Linked DNA regions of Mus musculus: region 2 is linked to region 1. A link is a contact called in public Hi-C data. All regions are on one chromosome and are shown on one strand. Each heading gives the region's core, a stretch centred on a gene start, on an enhancer-like site or on the middle of the called end of the contact. The rest is flanking DNA. Distances are from core to core; before and after follow the strand shown. Region 1 holds the start of Dap (death-associated protein). Region 2 overlaps Ankrd33b (ankyrin repeat domain 33B).

The links. A called contact is a pair of places that touch in the nucleus more often than the background predicts.
Region 2: a contact with region 1 is called in a Hi-C map of olfactory sensory neurons, with 1.7 times the contacts expected there. The contact joins the enhancer-like site here to the promoter of Dap in region 1. A contact is called at or near these places in 1 of 39 promoter capture datasets (macrophages), 2 of 484 Hi-C or Micro-C datasets (olfactory sensory neurons and rod photoreceptor) and 2 of 9 other capture datasets (adipose tissue and liver).

What each region holds. Positions count from the first base shown.
Region 1 is chr15:31,223,103-31,226,526 of GRCm38.p6, reverse strand. Dap (death-associated protein) reads right to left here and starts at 2,142. Exons shown (of 4, transcript NM_146057.3): 1 at 1,944-2,142. The coding sequence starts at 1,998.
Region 2 is chr15:31,299,857-31,303,213 of GRCm38.p6, reverse strand. The region is part of intron 3 of Ankrd33b (ankyrin repeat domain 33B); the gene reads left to right. Among named protein-coding and RNA genes, the nearest start is that of Gm41285, 38 kb to the right of the region's middle. Within about 2 kb of position 1,768, at least 9 of the 459 cell types and tissues checked have an H3K27ac peak or open chromatin away from gene starts, as enhancers often do. A contact at or near this core is called in olfactory sensory neurons, where this site is marked.

The sequences.
Region 1 (3,424 bases), core at 893-3,392:
GGCAAAGAAGCAAGAGATACAGCCCCAAGGCTGGGCCCAGCCGCGGGTGGCTGACAACCCCAAGGCTGGCCCAGAGATCCACCGTCAGCTACAGCCTCTAAATTCAGGTGAGAAACGCAGAGTCCCAGAGGAGCCCAGCGGTGTTCCTCAAGACTCTAACAATGTGCGCTCGTGGCTCTCTCTGCAGGCACAAACAATGTATTTCATTTCCAACCCAAAAGCCTGTTTACAAACTAAAGAAAAATCAGAACTCTCATGTCAAATTTCCCCCATGTGTGTTTTTCTTCCTCCGATCCTAAGATGTCCATGTGAATAGTCTCTACATGTAATTTAATTAGTGCTATTTTGACACAATGCCTTTCCAACAGCACACACTAATGAACTCCTTATCTTGGGAGAATCAGTCATGTGATCCTACTGTGCAGGCCACACCAAGCAGCTCAGAGCCTCAGGCAGGTAGACACAAACTACTCCTTTAGGAATTAAAGGTCAAGGTGTTCCTTAAAGGAAATGTTTGCTGTTGTTGTTTTGTTTATGTTTTTTTAGTAGATTTTTTTCATACAATATAGTCTGATTATGTTTTTCCTCTCTCCAACTTTTCCCCCAATTCCTACCCACCATACCTCTCTCTCTCTCTCTCTCTCTCTCTCTCTCTCTCTCTCACACACACACACACACACACACACACACAGAGTCCACAAAACCACAAACCAAAATACACAAGCAATACACTAGTAAGATTTTAAAAAATGCTCAAAGAAAACCACATGAGACAGGAAGTCTACAAAAATACCACTGAGTTCGTTTTGCGTTGGCCATCTATTTACTGGGGCATAGGGCCTACCCTGAAGGTGGTTTAATATACTCAGTGAGACGCCACTGGCGAAGCAAGCCGGTACCCATTGCGGACAGACTTGGTTAGGGATAGGAGCCAGTATCTTAAAGGTAATCTTTCCACAAGTTAATTTGTATTGTAAGAAGTGAGAATTGAACCCAGAGCCTTCCATACTCTAGCATAGTATCTTACACTGAACACAAAGACTCCCGTAGCTATAACTCCTAACCCCAGTTAGGCGAGTTGAGAAGCACTGTCATAGTGAATCAGCTTTGAAATACAGCATACTTTAAAGGCAGTTTCCTCTCTCCTCCTGTTCTCCAGTGGGGCCAGCAGCTGGAGAGTCTAAGTTTTTACTACAGAAAGATGGTACAGATGTGTCCCTACCCCACACAGTCCTCCAAGGTCTGCAGGGAGATGCCCTGGTTTTATACCACAGGAGACTTGGCTTCTAGGACCCACGGTTTCCAGGCTGGCTCTCTGTGGTGCTTCCACAGGTATCTCTGCCACCAGAAAGGGCAGTAGAAATGCCAACTCCTCCAGCCATGGAGGAACAAACAGGAACTGAGTGGAGGCGGCTGCCCAAGGCACACAAAGGTTGCTCACCATTTCCTAAGAGAGGTGGCTCTTTACTGGACTGAACTGCCAGTAAAAAGAAGTTTTGGCTCAGAAGTTCCGGGTTTGCTTTAAAAAAATACCGTTTTAACCACTTTCAAGAGGGAGTTGGATGCGAAAATTAAATGAATAAAGGAAGTCATGCCGGGTGATTAATGATCATAATTATTTCCGCTTCTTTGGTCTGTCAGTGTGAAATGCTGTCAGCCCACGATTAATCATCATGATACAACACTACCTTTTAATTGTTGGGGGTCTCCCACGCAAACATCTGTGCAATCTCATAAAAACTGCCTACTTTTGAGTTTTGACTTGTACAACTAGGGTGTCCCCGCCGGGGAGGGCTGGATCCCGCGACCCGCTCACCTGCACCCCGGGCCCGCTCACCTGCGCGCCTGCGCAGCACACAAGCAAGGGGCACCGGGGCACTGGGACCCCGATCCTGCCCTGTCCCCTCCCGGCGCCCCAAGACATAGTGCAAACCAGTCAGTACCGGCGGGCGGGTGTCCAGCTTTGGTCTCCAGCTTTCCTTCTGGAGGCGAAGACATGGCGCCGCTGGTTTTCGGAGGGGCGACGGCAGCCGCGGGGTGGGCGTCAGTGCGCGCGCGAGGACTCGGGGGAAGGCGTGAGGCGCGCGCTGCTCGGGAACGCGCACTGCCGCCCCGGGCAGGGGGGCGTGGCTCCAAACGGCTGCGTGGCACGGTCCCGCCCACCCGAACTCTGTGAGCCGCCTCGCCTCGCCCCGCCCGTCCTTGTGGAGCATGCGCAGCGGCCAGCGCCACGTACGACTCCAAGGCTATTGTATGGGAAGGATGACAGGGCGCGTGTGTACGTGAAGGGCGGGGCGGCCCTGCGACCAGCGAGGGGCTGGACCCGTGGTGCGTGTTCACTAGCCAAGCTGTCACTGAGGGAAGCGTAGCCTGCTGGTGGTTCGAGACCCCAGCGCGGGGTTTCGTTCAGAGATGGCAGCTCCTGGCTCCTTGGCTCACTTTGCAGCAAAACTTATCCGTTACTCTCTAGAACTCGCAGCTCTGCAAGATCAGCAGTCTTCTATCTTTAGAAAAGGGCCTGCCACCATCCCTTCCAGGCTGCACACGGATCTTAGACGACCCAGCTATTAAAAGAGGCAGGGTGCCACACCTCTCTACTCCTTCCTTACTCTCAGAACCTCTTGACTGATCTCTCAGAACCTCTCCCTGACCCCAGGCTGCCAAATCCGAAGGTCACTTGTCCAGTGCCTTTGATCTCGTAGGAGCACTGCAGACAGCTCTGGATGTTCTTTAGCTTTAGGGACGCCATGTCTCTGCCTTGTCCAGACCACCGTGGCTGCCATTCGGCTTGGCAAGCTTCTCTGTAGACTTGTAAATATTTGTATCTCCCGTGCATCATCCTTGGCCCTCTTCCCTACACGTTCCTGGGGTGCTTTCCACTGTAATGATGTTGGCGTCTGAGTAATTCATAAATTACTCAGAATTATTTAGCTCGCGGTTCTCAAGAGGCAAGTGGTTTGCAGGCTTGCATAGAAACAATTTCTTAGTCGAGGAGGTTTGAAGCCCTTGTGGCCATCAAATGCAACCTGTAGCACATACAACCCACAAGGCTTTTTTCGTGACAGGGCCTGGCAAACTAGCAGCTCATTGCTTATGGCTCCTTGACCCATATTGGTTGTTCTGATCCTTCTTTAGTGGGACAGGCCAGTTCTTCTGGTCTTGGCATCTGCTATTCCCATCACTGAGCACTGATTCCTCCAGATATCTACATGACTGACTCCTTCCTATAGTACAACCAGCTTGTGAAGTCAGCTGACCTGTGGGATCTGAGAATGTAGCCAAGGTGCCCGGCTCATGTTTCTGTTCATGTTTTTTACTGCCTCCATGCGATCAACCTCATCTGGCCGTCCTTATTTCTCTCTGCTCATTTACTGGAATTCTCCATGGACTGGACTGTCAGCTCCATGGAAGGAGAAGCCTGGTA
Region 2 (3,357 bases), core at 519-3,018, 77 kb before region 1:
CCCTTTAGATTTTTCCAGAGTCTATAACACACAGGCACATGTCAGGCCTTATCTGCATTGTCAGATAGAATAAAATAACGTTAGAATTATCGGAACGCCGAGTGTAATGACAAATACAGCCGATTCTGCAAGCCTACCTGGTGGCTGTTTGGATTAGGTTTCCTGATAATGTCAGTCATTCTGATAAGAATCGAAAGGGACATGCAGCACCTTGTCAACCCAGTGGAATATTAATGCACCAAAGTGACAGGTCTATTTTCATAAGTGGCTCCGAGGAGCCGTGTCAACGATGTGATTTCTTCTTTTTTTTTTTCATGGAGTTTGCCAGGTTCCAGACTTGCTCAACAGAGTTCTCTTTATTCCTGAAGTGTGACGTAATTGCTGCTGTCTCCGGCAGGAAGGGCCGGAGGCTGAAGCCTAGTATCATGGTTCTTGGGAGTAGAATGGCTTGGGAGGGAGGCATGGAGCAGGCTGCAGACACTATTCCTTGTGTGTTTGCTATCTTCTCAGACAAGCCCTCATGGCACGCTTCTCAAAAACCAGGTGACTTGTGTCAACACATAGTTGTTTTCAGTTTATACGGAGGACAGGGATTTCTGGTTCCAGTTATGAGCCAGAAGGATGCCTCCAATCAGGAACTCTGCACTGAAAGGACTCGGTGTAGTGTTTGTAGAATGTGACCTTAGCATGAAGCACAGAGGGAGGTGACCGGGACTGTATTGTGGGCCACTGGGCTGCAGTCCAGCGTCTGCAAGACAGACACCCCAGGAATGCCAGCTGATGACATGGGTGAGCTATGCTATCTCAGGAGTGCCTGAGCCTGGGTCTCATGCCTCCCAGAGGAGAGCGGGCCTGAGACTGAGTGGTCCACCTGTTCTCTCTAGCACTTGTTTGTAGTGCTGTCTGTTTCAAGTAACAAAAATCCTGTCCCAGGGATGATTTTTAAAAAGGTAAACATCTGGGCTGGAGAGATGGCTCAGTGGTTAAGAGCACTGGCTGCTCTTCCAGAGGTCCTGAGTTCAACTCCCAGCAACCACGTGGTGGCTCACAACCATCTATAATGGGATTCAGTGCCCTCTTCTGGTTTGTCTGAAGACAGTTATAGCGTACTCATAAATAAAGTAAATAAATAATTAAATCTAAAAGAAAAGATAGACATCTATTTCCCTTGGGTCATTAGAAGCCATGAAGTCAACAGATAGCACCCAGATCTGACCTTGGTTCCCTGATATCACAGACACTGCTTTCTTTCCACCAGTTCCCTCTCTCTCTCTCTCTCCCCTCCCTCCTTCCCTCCCTCCCTTCCTCCTTGCCCCTCCTCTCCCCCCTCTTTCTCTCTCTGTCTATGTATATATGTCTATGTGTGTGTTCATAGACTTGTGCACATGGGTGTGTGGGTGTGCATGCATGTGAGCATGCATATGTGTGGAGGCCAGAGGTTCTATTGCTTTTCACATTGTGTTTTGAGACAGAGCCTCGTGTTGAACTTGGAGCTTACTGACTCAGCTACAATGTCTGACCAGTGAGCCCCAGGACCTTCTGTCTCTCCCTTCTCAGCACTGGGGTTACAGGTGAATTCTACCTTGCCCAGTGCCTGGCTTTCTACATGGGCTGGGAGTCCAAACACAGGTCCTAATAATCATGTGGCAGATACTTTACCGAATGCAGCCCAGATTGACACCTGTTGATTCTGTGGCAATCTGGGCCTGTGACTGGACCTGTGACGTGTTTCAAGTAGGAAACAACAGCAGCAGGAGACAAACAACTCATTAGGGTTCACTAACCAGGACTGGCTCCCTGGCCACAGGAGGCTGACTGGCTGGGGAATAGGACTGTAGTTAAACCAGTGATTCTAAGATGGAGTATGTCATCTCCTAGGTGTTATTTGACATGACCAAGAGTTTGGCTGTTACAACAAATGGGTTACTACTGGCATCTTTTATAGACCAGGATGTTCTTAAAATTCCCACAGTATACAGGCTAGCCCCATAATTAAGGATTAACTGGTCAAAGATTCCTGTAATTTCAATATTGAACAACCCTAGGTTAAACCAATCACGATGTATTGTGTAGAGTTGAGGATAATGTTGCTATGAGTGTAGTAGGACATTCTGCATAGGCAGCTTCCAGCACACAGTATGGCAACAGTGAGAGCCCACGCCATTTGTCTCTGGTTTTGTTCAGTGGGTGAAATGGTGCTGGCTGGGAATGTGGATGCTGGTGATCTACAGTAAGCAGCTCTTCTGAAGCTCTCATAGTTACTCTTGAAAGGTATCGGTATAAAGTGTGAATCATCTTCCAGGGTGGCAGAGCACTTGCTTGGCATGTACAGGGTCCTGGGTTCAAACCCCAGCACTATAAAACGTGTTCTGCCAGCCCCATGTCTCAGATTCTCTGTGTGTGGGTTCAGCTAGCTCTGACAGAAAAAACACACACACATACAAGCACACAGAGGCAGACAGATGTTTTTTGTTGCCTTTCCCGAAACACAGTATGACAATGATAGGTAACATTTGTATTGAGTTAGGATTATGGGTAATCAGGAGATGTTTCATTGTATCCGTAAATAGCAGTGGTTCTCAACTTTCCTAATGCTGCGACTCTTTTATACAGTTCCTTGTGTTTTGGTGATGCCCCCCCCCCCATATAAGTATTACAGTGCTACTTCATAATTGTAACTTTTGCCACTGTTATGAATCATATGCAGAATATTTGATATGCGTTGGGGTTGTGACCCCAGGTTGAGAACCACTGATATGTAGGGAGGGTGATCTGCATGGGTGCTATGCAAACACACCACCTCAGAATTTGATGTCCAGTGAGGATCCTGTGCCCAATCTGTTGTGGAGGCCAGGACCAGCTGAACTCGTCTCTCACAGTTTAGTTGCTGTTAGCCTCAGCCTTGGTTTCTTGAGAAAGTGGGTCGCTAACTTGGAGCATGTGACTGGGGGTCCAGGGCTGCTATGATAGGGTTGGCCTGTCTTCTTGATTTATAGCACGTGTTTTCCGATCATGTTAAAAGGTTGGAGGCAGACTGCTAAGTTCTGGACAGCCATTCCTTTCATTTTTCATTAGCATTTGAAAAATGTCTCTTTCATGCAAATGTTCATTATGGTTTTAATTTCGCAGTTTGTTCCCTTTTAACGTGACATGCAATTAATTAAGGTTTAATGTGTCATCTATTTTTGCAGTGGCATTTTTACTGCCCCCTTTTCATTTTTGCTAGTTTATAAATTGTGCTCTGGCTAATGAGTTCCTCCTGAATTCCAGTTCCAAATAATTGCCACTTTTCTAAGACAACTATTCTTTAGTTTGTCATAGGACTAAGACCATCAGCAGGGGAACTTAAAGGAGGTG